Linked DNA regions of Anas platyrhynchos: region 1 is linked to region 2. The links are chromatin contacts, called in public Hi-C maps. All regions are on one chromosome and are shown on one strand. The core of a region is the stretch at or near the end of the contact, and the rest is flanking DNA. Distances in the headings are between cores, read along the strand shown. Region 1 holds the start of BLK (BLK proto-oncogene, Src family tyrosine kinase). Region 2 overlaps BLK (BLK proto-oncogene, Src family tyrosine kinase).

Evidence for each region. Hi-C and Micro-C count contacts between places; a contact is called where the count stands out from the background.
Region 1: a contact with region 2 is called in a Hi-C map of liver, with 3 times the contacts expected there. The contact joins the promoter of BLK here to the enhancer-like site in region 2. A contact is called at or near these places in 2 of 8 Hi-C or Micro-C datasets (liver and skeletal muscle).

The regions. Positions count from the first base shown.
Region 1 is chr3:117,573,933-117,576,632 of IASCAAS_PekinDuck_T2T, reverse strand. BLK (BLK proto-oncogene, Src family tyrosine kinase) reads left to right here and starts at 1,354. Exons shown (of 13, transcript XM_005030599.6): 1 at 1,354-2,014.
Region 2 is chr3:117,537,467-117,540,399 of IASCAAS_PekinDuck_T2T, reverse strand. It overlaps BLK (BLK proto-oncogene, Src family tyrosine kinase), which reads left to right. Exons shown (of 13, transcript XM_005030599.6): 11 at 796-946. Among named protein-coding and RNA genes, the nearest start is that of BLK, 36 kb to the left of the region's middle. Within about 2 kb of position 1,384, at least 3 of the 8 cell types and tissues checked have an H3K27ac peak or open chromatin away from gene starts, as enhancers often do.

The DNA of each region.
Region 1 (2,700 bases), core at 105-2,604, 36 kb before region 2:
TGCACAGCAGCATCCCCGTCTTTGTCACTCCCCATGTATGAGTCAGTGCCTGCAAGAACTGGGTGAAATTTCCTGGATTTGTAGCTGATGGCCAGATAGCACAGTTTCACTTCAACCTTTGGTGTCACAACAAACTGAATCTAGCCAATAGCTTCAGCTCAGGGCAAAAATGAAAGACAGAGTGTTGTTTTTTTTGACTTTTTTTTTCATTTTTCAGCCCAGCGGTTTGATTTTTCTGGTTTCTGGGCCAAACTGACCCATTTTGGAGGAACTAAAATAAAATGAAAATGAGTGAAACGTTACTTCTTGTTAGATTCTTATACTTTGTAGGGTTTTTTTTCCAGCTTCATTGTGGCTTTTCAACACTAAAAGAGGGTTTATAAAAAAGAGAGAGAACAACTTTTTGCTCAGGCAGATTATGATAGGAATGGCTTTAAACTAAAAGAGGGGAGATTTAGATTAGGAGGAAATTCTTCACTCGAAGGGCCCTGGCACAGATTTCCCAGAGAAGCTGTGGATGCCCCATCCCTGGAGGTGTTCAAGGCCAGGTTAGGTGAGGCCTTGGGCAACCTGATTTGGTGGGTGGCATCCCTGTCCATGGCAGGAGGTTGGATCTGGGTGATCTTTAAGGTCCCTTCCAACCTGGGTACTTCTGTGATTCTAGTGAATGAACCTTACTTGGACAAAACCATAGTCTGGAGGCTGTCTCCAAACCCCAGATAGCCATCAGCAAGAGGATGTTATCTCAGCCAGTGATATTACCTGACACTGCAGAACTGAGACCCAGGGTTTAACCTTCTCTTGCATAAATTTGTAACTCCCCAACACAGAAGGGGTTGATAAACAGCCCACTGAAGATCCTGCTCCAGGCAGGATCCCTGCTGTCTGGGAAATGCTTGGGCTGCCTTGCCGTGACTCAGCAGAGGCTCTGTCCAAAATCCCACAGAATCACGAGGTGATGCACATCAGCTTCCTTGCCTCCAGGCAGGTTGGAAGGTCTGAAACCCCGCTGGTGAGGGTGGAAATGAGAACAATCACGTTTCAGAGCATTAGGCAGCAGGCAGTGAAACACCCCAGCGTGGTGTGACCTGAGCAGATCCCTGCCCACTGCAACTCCAGATCAGCACTGGATGGGCAAAAACTTTTTGCAATATAGCAAGCTGCTAACGGCAAAAAATACAGGGAAGGCAGATCGTACGAGATCTTACAAAGAAGCGATAAAGAGATAACAGGATGTGCTGTCATCTGTCTCCTGCATCTCTTCTTCCATGCCCTAATGACATCAGCTGGCTGAGACACAAACAGCTCTGAGGACAAACACGACCACTCTCTTTCAGATGAGATTGTAAGCAGAAGCAGAACCTCAAATGGAAAGTGAGTAAGATTACGGCACCGTAACCTAGATGATTACAAAAGGGGAAACTGCTCAGACTAGAACCTGACTGGAGATAAACTCTCCCAAAGGTTAAGCGCATGCAATAAATATCTCCATCCCTGCCATTGGCCCAGCGCGCTCTTAGCTGTGAACGGGCCAATCTAGAAAACTCAGGACCCGTATTTCTCCTCCCCTTTGCAAACCAGCGTTTGTACCCTGGGGCTTCATGGGTGCCTTCACACCAGCCTGAATGAGAGTGGTTCGGAGCATCAGCTGAAGAGGGACAGTGCTTTTTATAGCCTGCCGAGCCTTTGTGGATAACAGTTCTTCTAAGGTAGCCACCGTTCCAACGTCAGCACTAAAGGAGCCGTGTGGTTACACTGCCAGCCCTTTAATTGCTATAAGTGTAGCAAACTAGTTCGATTTGTCATTCAGCTGTTGTCGACAGGAAACCACTAACAGCAGTCAACTGACAACGCCATGAAGAATTAGGGTTTCTCTTTCTATGTGCTTTAAGGATTAAAACTTATCAAGGGGAGCTTATGTTCTTAAGTACGCACCCTGCAAGGGATTCTTTAACTCTGGTGGACAACTAGGATCGAGTGGGCTATGGTTTAATCTGAACAAAGGAATCACCAGGTAAGAGAAAACACTTTTTTTTTTTTCAAATTCAAAAACTTTACTTCATTCATGCTGCTTTTTTTATCGCCTTCCTCTTCATTGAGTGAATGAACTTAGAGCACCCAAGATTTGGTCCATCTCTGGTTATTGTCTAGGCATCTGGTTATTGTCTAGCCATCAGTGGTGATTAAGCCCTCAAAAATATTGAAGGGAATTGGCGGTGCTGCTGCCATGGATCAGGACAGGGTGCGTTTCTTTCTTTCCTGCTGGCAGGGTGTATCTTCTGAAATCCGGGCACCCTCTGAAGTGGGACTGGTTCTCTAAGTGAGAAGCTGACCTGGCATGATCTCTCTTGGGCACTGATCAAACTCCTTCTCTTCAAAAGAAACCAAAAACATAAAAGTGGATCAAAGCCCTCTAAATAGCAAAGGGAGGTGGAAATTTGGATGTTCAGGCTCCAGGCGGTGGCTGCTGAATTGAACCGCTGGGTGCTGCGTACGGTGCAGAGAGGGGTTGAGCCTTTAATTTGCTTTCTGCCAAGAAGCACATTTGGGACTGCAGATCTTTGCTTTGTTTTGCCCCACAGATGGGTTGGATCATTTTGGAGATATTTTTCTCCTCTGAGATAATAATTCTGCTTTCAAAAGCTCCTCCAGTTAAGCTGGGAAAACCAACAGAAGCTTAATGTGGACAAAGCTTCTGGC
Region 2 (2,933 bases), core at 135-2,634:
CCTGTAGCTATCAGAGGGATGCTACGTGGTGTCCCTGGCTCCTAGTCTGGATCCAGCCCAGGGAAAGCAAACATCAGTCTCATCTGTGTTGTGGAAGGACCTCCAGGGGTCTCTTCCCCACCCTAAAGCAGACCAGCTAGGGAAAAGAGAGGTGACTGAAGATTATCTGGTTGTCCCTTATCTGGACTTCGGTACTGTGACAGAGGGAGAGGCAAGCTCTTTGAGTTGTCGGTGGTTTTTTTTTGTTGTTTTTTTTTTTTTTTTTTTTTTTTTGTGTGTGTGTTTTTTTTTTTTTTTTTTATTGTTGTGTCTTTGTTTGTTTTTTAATTCACTTCTTTAATATGTAGTATTTATGAATAACAAGTGGGGAGAGTCTTGTGGCAGAAACTGGGAATCCAGTGATGTGGCTTCAGGCTTGCTTCAACTTTCCACACCTAGCTGCAGACACAGCTCAAAGCCACAGCCTCTGAGCAAAACAGAGAGTGACACTTCTGCTCGGCTCGACTTGGCTGCTTCAAGCTTTGGGACGCCAGCTGCGTGCTGGTAGAGCTGCACATAAACACATGTGCGGGGGCGATATCTATTTATGGATGGATGGGTCTGTCGACTTCTTTATCTACTTGTTTATTGATCTGTCTGTCCATCCGTCCATCCATGGATGGAGGTCAGTGCACATGGAGGCGTGTGGACAACCCTACAAATTTGCTGTGTGTTTATAAATGGGGCTGAGATGAAGCCAGGCTAAGATGTAACGGGAAGGTGCTGATGGAGACGGGCTCTTTCCTCCTCTCCTAGGTGGCAGAGGGGATGGCGTACATCGAGCGAATGAATTCCATCCACCGCGACCTGAGAGCCGCCAACATCCTCGTCTCGGAGACGCTCTGCTGCAAAATTGCTGATTTTGGCCTGGCCAGGATCATCGAGGACGAATATTTGGCACAAGAAGGTGAGTGGCGTTCCCAGCATTGCCTCACCGAACAAATTTCCCTTATCTCCAGCCCTCCTGCCATGCAGATCTGCCAAGACATGGGGCACCCGAGGGCTGAGCTGGGACCAGGCACAGGGCTCTGCCGTCGTTGGCCTGAGACCAGACCCCCCTTTCTGCTGCTGTCAGCACCCAGGAAGCAGGCAGAGCAAGCACGAGAGCCAAAAATGGGCTCCCACAAGAGGCAGCAGCACTTGGGGATATTAAAAAGCAAGTGAAGTTTGCAGAGAGAAAAGGGATTAAAAAAAAAAAAAAAAAAAGTCTTTTGGCACTGTTTGGGGCAGTCCTGCTGAATCTCAGGTTGTGTTCCTAGAGAAATTTTGACCTCCAGTAGTGAAACTCACTGCCTGTACCTACATGTTAACAGTGAGTCAGCCCGAAGGGAAGGAAATAGCAGTGTAATTCAGTCACTGCACACGCGGGACCACAGAGGGGAGCTGGAGCCATGTATCTGGACCTCGGGGAAATTTCCAGACGTCCCAGGCAAGCAGAGCCCAAAGCAGATCACGTCTCTTGAATAACAACAACTTACAAAGTGTGGGATGGGGTTTGAAGCCTGGGAGGTGTTTCCTGAGGGAACAGCACACCTAAAACATCTAAAACAAACAGACAAACCCAATATTCCCTGTACTAACATGAAATGTCCTTATGGTTCCACCTGCAAAGCCAAACCCCTTGCTGGGGCTGCTGAATGTCTGAGCTGTTGGTGGATAGGAGAGCACGGCCATGAGAGGTGGCAGCTGGTTTGGTTGGTGCAGAAATCTGTCTACAGCCTTCTGGCAGCAGGGTTAAGTCAAATTCCTCTGGCTGTGGCTTTTTTTTCCAGTACTTCAAGGTCAATGATGACAGAATGCCATTCAGATTGTAAAGGGGCCCTACAGAGAACGATGGAAATAAAAGAAATGGTGAAAACCAAACAATTAAATCTGGCGTGGCACTTACCAGAAAAAAATGAAATTCTGGAAACCCACCTTCTTCCAGAATTGGGATGAAACTAAGGTGCCCCATATGGAACCATATGGAATATTTCGAGGAAAGGGAATTGAATAGATTTATTTTTCTTTTACAATAGAAAAATTCTGATTCAACTTGCTATTCTCAATATACTTTACGATACAAATTATGCCCATTTAAATATATAAAATTATTTCAAAATGGAAACATCTCACAAACATAATTTGTGAAATGTCATGAAGGGACACTTTGAGACTGTTGCAGTTATTTAGGGGAGTTTTTGTCCTAAACAGAAGTTTTGGTGAAATCAGTATAATTCTGTTAACATACTCAGAAGATCTACATTTCCAGTGGAAAACAATTCTTATCAGCATTTTTCCAGCTAGCTTTAATCTTGAATAACAACTGCCCCTCTATCTTCTTTGAACAATTTTCACTTAATAGATTGCATTTCCTAAACTCATCAGTCTGCTTGTCAAAAGTATGACATGCGAGAACAAAGGCACTTATTTCACACACTGCCTTTGGGCTTTCAGCCCTGCGAGGGTATATACAAATAAAAATGTGTTTTTCCCTGCAGTCTTTAACACGTTCAGTTCCTATGCCTCAAGGTTGGTTTGGCTTGTTTTTTTTTATTTAGCCTCGGCAAAACTGAAATTGCAATCGTGTGGTCGTTACTGGCTGCAGTTGCTGAAAAAAGGTCTTGGTGGACAGAACCAAACAGGATGTTTTCTGTTTGTAGAATACATACGCAGATTTGAAAACCAGAGAGCCTATGTCTGCATCATTTGTGCACTTTTGCTATAAATAGACTCCTAGAAGTGAGCAATTTAATACAGAAAAAAATCCCGCTGTCATTGGCCTCTAATCAAGCTGTGGTAAGCACTGACTTCAGGTAGCACGGGCACATCCCTTGGGCTGCAGGAACACGCTGGTTCCACACGGCAGGTTAGCAAAATAGTGTACCTAGAGGGTACACACAATAGTGTACCTA